Linked DNA regions of Sus scrofa: region 2 is linked to region 1. The links are chromatin contacts, called in public Hi-C maps. All regions are on one chromosome and are shown on one strand. The core of a region is the stretch at or near the end of the contact, and the rest is flanking DNA. Distances in the headings are between cores, read along the strand shown. Region 1 has its middle 33 kb from the start of TRIM13. Region 2 overlaps EBPL (emopamil-binding protein-like).

Evidence for each region. A called contact is a pair of places that touch in the nucleus more often than the background predicts.
Region 2: a Hi-C map of skeletal muscle shows a contact between it and region 1, with 2.8 times the contacts expected there. The contact joins two enhancer-like sites. A contact is called at or near these places in 3 of 47 Hi-C or Micro-C datasets (liver and skeletal muscle) and 1 of 2 datasets of contacts at active chromatin or transcription factors (skeletal muscle).

Annotation. Positions count from the first base shown.
Region 1 is chr11:17,880,980-17,884,551 of Sscrofa11.1, reverse strand. No RefSeq gene overlaps it. Among named protein-coding and RNA genes, the nearest start is that of TRIM13, 33 kb to the right of the region's middle. Within about 2 kb of position 1,636, at least 3 of the 83 cell types and tissues checked have an H3K27ac peak or open chromatin away from gene starts, as enhancers often do. A contact at or near this core is called in liver and skeletal muscle, where this site is marked.
Region 2 is chr11:18,066,676-18,070,247 of Sscrofa11.1, reverse strand. It overlaps EBPL (emopamil-binding protein-like), which reads right to left. Exons shown (of 5, transcript XR_002336545.1): 3 at 60-198. Among named protein-coding and RNA genes, the nearest start is that of EBPL, 28 kb to the right of the region's middle. Within about 2 kb of position 1,642, at least 13 of the 83 cell types and tissues checked have an H3K27ac peak or open chromatin away from gene starts, as enhancers often do. A contact at or near this core is called in liver and skeletal muscle, where this site is marked.

The DNA.
Region 1 (3,572 bases), core at 387-2,886:
CGCACCTGCAGCATATGGAAGTTCCCAGTTCCCAGGCTAGGAGCCAAATAGGACCTGTAGCTGAGACTTACACACAGCCAAAGCAACGCCAGATCCGAGATGCATCTGCCACCTACGCCACAGCTTGTGGCAACATCAGATCGTTAGCCCACTGAGTGATGCCAGGGATTGAACCCACATCCTCATAGAGACAATGTCAGGTCCTTAACCCTCTGAGCTACAACAGGAACTCCCCTTCCTGAATATTCTCCTCCTTTTTGTTCTAACTGAACCCGAGGAAGCCTGAGGGTGCACCCCCACTTTAACTTCTCATTTTAGCTTCCAGACCATTACTCTTCATCCCTCTGCTCTAAGTCCTAAAACCAGTTTACTCAGGGTCAGTGTTTGAATGCAAGTCCATCAACTGATAACTGGAGCTCTTTCCACCCACGATACGTAGGAAGATGAGCCTTAGGAGATGGATTGTGCTCCGACTTCCCAGCCAAATGGATGTGGGCACCTCCTGGAGTTCTCTAGGCTTCATTTTCCCATCTGGGGAAAAAACGAGGCTTGCACTACAGAACCAGAAACTAATCTGTGGAACATTCTGATCATTAAAGATGTCAACTGTGGGCAGAGAATTTGGTTGCGTTGAAATGAATACCATCACCAGCTCTGTTCGTGTAAAAGGGGAAATGAATGTGAGCGGTTCGACTGCTAAGGAGGGTCAGTGTCTATACTGATTAAGGGCCCAGGCTCCACATCTGGGAAGAGCAGAGCTCCGAGCATGGCTGTGAAAATTCTTAGCTGTGTGACCTCAGTTACTCAACCTCACTGCACTAGATTGGACTTTTGTATTTATTTACAGATCTTTTTCAGTTTTATTTTTTAATTATATAATTAAAATAATCAAAATATTAAATACATTAAAATATAATATATTTTGATAATTATATATAATTGGATATAAGTGTGTTTTTACTTGTTATTATTTTTTCATTTTTATTTTTTGGGTGTATATGTTAGTTCTGAAGTTCTGGGGGTAGGGATAGAACCCAAACCTGCGTGAGAGCAGTGACCTGAGGCATTTCAGTGACAAAGCTGGATACTTAACCCACTGAGTCACACATGAACACCTATAAGTGTGTTTTAAGAAAGGATATATATTAAATCATTAACTTCTGAGGAGAGGAGTGAGGAACAGGGAAGCAGATAATATTTTTACATTTTATTTTATTTTTATTTTATTTTACTTTTAATTTAATTAATTTATATTTGGCTGCGCCCATGGCACATGGAAGTTCCTAGGCTAGGGATCAAACCCGTGTCACAGCAGTGACCCGAGCCACAGCAGGGACAATGATGTATCCTAAACTGCCAGGCCACCAGGGAACTACATATTTTTACCTATTATGGGCTCCTCATTTGCACCGGCCCTTCCAAGTCCTGAGAAGGACTCTTGCAAGAAGCATTTTAGGCAGAACTGATTAATGGCTGTGTCATTTTACCTCTAACCTTTGTGGGACACTTCCCCTGCGCTGAGTATATTGAGTGGCCACAGGTCCCTGGGCTCTGGTCAAGGGGCAGTTGAGCTGGGGAATCCATTTAGTGAGGGTTTCTTGGGAGGCAGCTGTGAGGGTCACAGTCGTTTCCCAATACAGCTAAGTTGCTGGGAGCTGTCCAGACGTAGGTATGGCTCCAGGCTTTCTCCAGCCATCCACTCTGCTGACTTCTCTGATATTGTGACATGAAGAGACAGAGCCAGCGGTCATATTGCTTCATGAATGTGTCCTGCTGTACCTGGCAGTGGGAGTATGTGGGTATTGGCAGAGAACAGGCTTGCGCTACGGAGCCAGAAGCTAAGCTGTGGAACATTCTGATCATCAAAGATGAAAACTGTGGGCAGAGAACTTGGTTCTCTGAATTTGGTTCTTTCCTGTGGGGAATATGCTTGATTATGCCCTGATTATCTTACAGTTCACACAGGAAGACATCTGATATAGATTCTTCCCATTACATAATAATTCTAAATATTTACAAGCCATTTCCAATCACGAGTTGTGAAGCCAAAGAAAACATTCCTAATTCATCAATAATAAAAACAAATTTCAACACGTTATGCTAGAGAATAGGCTAAATAATTATTTCTCTTCTCTCTGTAAAATATTAATATAAAAATTGTCAGTATATTAAACAGGTAAAGAGTATGCAGTCAAAAACAGAGAATATTACAGGGATGATTTAATAACTACTTTAAAATATCATGTTAATTTTCCTGAATTGTATAATGTTTATAGTATTTGCGAAGGTTTAAAATTTTGTTTTTTATTCTTTTTTTTTTTTTTTTTTTTTTTTTGTCTTTTTGCTATCTCTTGGGCCGCTCCCACGGCATATGGAGGTTCCCAGGCTAGGGATCTAATTGGAGCTGTAGTCTCCGGCCTACGCCAGAGCCACAGCAATGCGGGATCCAATCCGCGTTTTCGACCTACACCACAGCTCACGGCAAAGCCGGATCGTTAACCCACTGAGCAAGGGCAGGGACCGAACCCGCAACCTCATGGTTCCTAGTCGGATTCGTTAACCACTGCGCCACGACGGGAACTCCTGTTTTTTATTCTTAATATTCACTTTCACAGCTAATGTTGTAGTTATTTGTAGTTTTGTATGTTTCTTACTGAGGAAGGCCCAGATCAAATAAGCTAGATCTGTCCCTGTTTCACTAAGGGTAACAGAATCAGCGTACAGTCAAGCAGCGCTGTGATCTGATCAGGCCATGGCTGTCGAAGAAAATGCAGAAAGAACTTGTGAGACTGAATAGTCTGGCATGAATATTATTAATAGATATTTACTTATTTTTGGTTGCAAGATGCACCCTTTTCAAAACTGGGCAGTGAAAGTATTTGTGTGCTAGCTAGTAGGCTGAGTGGTAGATCTGGTTCCTTCCAGCTCCAACTTTTGTTTGTTTACTATTGTTACTGCTGTTATTATAGAGGGCTTACTGTGCGCCAAACACTCTGCTAAGAAAATTATACAAAAAATCTCATTAAGTCTTCACAACAATCCAGATAAGTATTAACCTCATTTTATAAAATTAATTCATTCGGGAGTTCCCACCATGGCACAGTGGGTTAAAGAATCTGACTGCAGCTCCTTGGGTCACTGCAGAGGCGTGACTCTGATCACTTGCCCGGCTCAGTAGGTTAAATGATTTGGCATTTCCACAGCTGGGGCACAGGTCAAAGTTGCAGATTGGATTCAATCCCTGCACCAGGAACTTCCATTGCTGCAGATGTGGCCATAAAAATAATAAAATAAATAAATAAAATTAACTAATTCATCCAAACGCATTTATTGAGCACCCATATGTGTAAGGCATGGTGAGAGAAATACACAAAATGGACACGGTCCAGCAATTTTGGAGCTGACATATTAGCAGGATAAGATGATGTGCATAAGTACTAGGTGATGATATGTGCAAGAACAAAGAGATTGAACTGGTCTGAGGAGTTACGGAAGGAGTTGTGCTGAGGGAGTGAGAAGGAGAGACCTTGTCCAAGCAGAAGTCAGCCAGCAAGGAGGGACAAGAGCCATCT
Region 2 (3,572 bases), core at 393-2,892, 190 kb before region 1:
TGGCATCAGGGCAGCTCATGGGTCTCCTCTTCTCAGAAGGACAGGAGAAGAGCACTTACCGATAATATTTCTCTTTGACGATGGCATAAATGAGGACCAGTGCCAGAGAGCCATCGAGGACAACAGTCAGAATTTCCAAAGCCACAATGGTGGGATCAGAAGTCAGCCACCTCGCATCAGCTTTGCCATATTCCTTCCCTAAAAACAAAAAACACGGTGTTACTCATCTGGCCATCGTTTCCAGGACAGTCGATGGCAAGGACCCCCTTTGCCCATGAGGAGGAGATAAAAGGGGAACTACCACTCTCTCTACAATCTTCACAAGGCTTTCCTGGAAGGCAAGAGAGGCCCTGAGAAGAAAAGGCACTTGCAACCCGACACAAGTAATAACAACAACATCCCGTTACAGTTGTAAAATAACTTGCAGTCTCCAAACCGCTTTCACATGTGTGCCCTCTCTCCCCCCTCCCTTTTCATCACAAGCAGCAGAATTCTAAATTAATTCAACGCAGTCAGATTTTGCAACAACAATCTTTAATAATTAGCTTGGTCAAGGCATTCTGATTCCTTGCTTCCAAATTGCAATATAAAGTCTGCACCCAGATGTGGGAAAATTACTATTAAGGAAATGTTTATAAAAAACACATGCTTATTAATAATTGAAGAGGAACTGAGGGGGCGGCAGGGAGGGGAGGGGACTCGCACAGCCTCGAGTCCAAAACGGACAAAGGGCGCGTTTCAGTCTACGGCAGGGACGGAATTTGCGAACCACAGCCACCGAAAAAGCCTCGCTTGTGCTGCTCGGGGAGCAGGTGTGCCCTAAGAAATCCTCCCAGACCCCACTCTCAGGACAGTTTCTTCTAGAAAGTACCATGAGGTCAGAAAGCCTTTTTATAGCTGGACCAAGGACCAAGGACCCAGGGGACGTTGTATTCCTCCCTCCCTCCTTCTCTCTCTCTTCCTTCTGTCTCTCTCTTTCCTTCCTTCTTCCTTCCTCACCCTTTTTCCTTTCTTTCTTTCTTAATTTATCAAAAACATGCTAGTCTAAGAGTTCTTATTGTGGTGCAACAGAAACAAATTCGACTAGGAACCATAAGGTTGCGTGTTCAATCCCTGCCCTTGCTCAGTGGGCTAAAGATCCGGCGTTGCTGTGAGCTGTAGTGTAGGTGGCAGATGTGGCTCGGATCTGGCATTGCTGTGGCTCTGGCGGAGGCCGGTGGCTATAGCTCTGATTCAGCCCCTAGCCTGGGAACCTCCATATGCTGCGAGTGCAGCCCTAAAAAGACTAAAAAAAAAAAAAAAACCCAAAAAAACAAAAACCCCCACACCAGTCTAAGATCTTAAATAGCCAGCGGGGAAAAACCAGAGGGGAAAAAACCCTGAAGTCCCTACCTCTTCTCTCCCTTTAAATACTATTCTCATGTTACTTAGAAGACACATGAATGGTCAAAAATTAGCTACGTGATCTGACTGGTTGGAGCAGCACAAAGCAATAGTCTCCTAATGGCTCGGGTTAGGATCCCTCTGGGGCCAAGGACAAAGGCTTCTGATGAAAGGCTGTCCCCAGAGAAAGGACAGGCCTGTAAACAGGATTAGCTATCTAATGACATAACACACAGACACATGCCTCTGAGGGGCAATGCGGTGAAAGGCCGGGCACAGCCGTCCAGCCTGTCCTTAGCCAACTACCAGCCATGACCCAACTGGAAGAGAACACAACAGTGAAAGTAAAAGTTTTCCCTCTAAATTTAAACATAGTTACAATAGGTGAAATGTACCATTTCGTCATCCAAAATCCAAGAAAATATCATAAGTAAAAGGTCAATGCTTTAGGAGCTAAGAGATTAGTGGGTGTTTAGACATTCACGAAAAACAATCCCATTCATTCATTCTTTCTTTTTAAAACATTTTGTACTTAAAGAACAATTGCTTTACAATGTTCTGTCAATTTCTGCTATACAGCAAAATGACCCAGTCATATATATATATACACACACACACACACACACATTCTTTTTCTCATATCATCTTCCATCATGTTCTATCCCAAGGGACTGGATATAGTTCTTTAATTCCACACCATTTTTGTAGTTCACAGAAGCCTCTGTGCCAGGTATCAAGAATGCGGGAGCGACCAGGATACAAAGTCTGCCCGCTGGTGGCTCACACTGCAGTGAGGCTGAACCGTGCAGACAGCGATGCGGACAGAGAATGGGGCCACGGAGGAGAGGCTCTCAGCCAGCCTAGGGGAGGGGGGTTTTGATTACTCCCTCTTCAGCTGGTACATGAGGGCGGGATTCCTGCCCTGGCTAATGTGCCCCCCTCCCCCATCCCAATGACACTGGTCAGATGAGGCTGATGGCCATGCCTCAGTCAGATAACTCAGGTTGGGGGAGGAGGACGCTGCAGGATGTAGGGCCCCATGGGGGCTGCACTAGGAAGTGGAGTGAACGAGGGAGGGCTGGGGGGCTCTGCAGAAAGGAGCGGGATGTGGTGGGCTTGTTTGAGTAATTCCGAGAACAGGCAGGGACGGAAGCCGGCTCCTCAGATACACAGGCACTGAGCCTGGTCCCCAAGCCCGGGGGGTGGCTGCTTGTCTAGGGACCTTATATGAGGAAGCAGGGCGGGGAAGGGGTCTGGCAGTTAGGATATATGAAGCCCAATGGATTTTACCAGATCGAGGCACATCATGTCTTAAATCTTTTTGTTGTTGTTGTTTTGGGGCCACACTTGCAGCATGTAGAGATTCCCAGGCTAGGGGTCTAATCGGAGCTGTAGCTGCCGGCCTATACCACAGCCACAGTGACTTGGGATCTGAGCTGCATCTGTGAACTACACCACAGCTCACAGCAATGCCAGGTCTCCAACCCACTGAGCGAGGCCAGGGATTGAACCCACAGCCCCATGGATACTAGTCAGATTTGTTTCTGCTGCGGCACAATAGGAACTCTGCAAGTATCTTTTCTTTAGCAGGTTCTATATCCTGGTGAATCAATGGCTAGTCTAAGATCAGCATCTGGGAGGCCTCTCCTCAGACCCTCCGAATCAGAATCTGCATTTTAACAAGACCCCCAGGCAGTCTGTGCACCACGCGTGCACCACCTTTTCAAGTCCAAGAAGCACTACCTGACCTTATCTACTGGATTTGCACTTTCACACTAATAAAGGGCATCTCCATTAAATGCACTTTCACTTTTCTAAGGTGAAAATGTAAATTAGAGACAACTGATAAAGGCTGAATTAGCTATTTGCATTTCTCAGGACTGAGCCAAATCTGGACTGTTTGCTTTCTCTGATGCCCAGCCGGCAGCAGAGGTGGGAGGGCGATCACTCGGGCTTGGAGTCCGGCAGCGCTCAGGCTTCCACAGCAATTCTCAAGCACAGTTTAACCCGGCAGATGCACCGAAAAGGTGCCCAGCTGCCCTTCTCTCTGCCCATCAGACAGGACCTGATGGGCATCAAAGATGACATGTGGGGGTTTTTTTGGTCGTTGTTTTTTTTTTTTTGACCCCACCCATGGTGTGGAAATTCCTGGGCTGGGGATCGAACCCTTGCCACAGCAGTGACCCAAG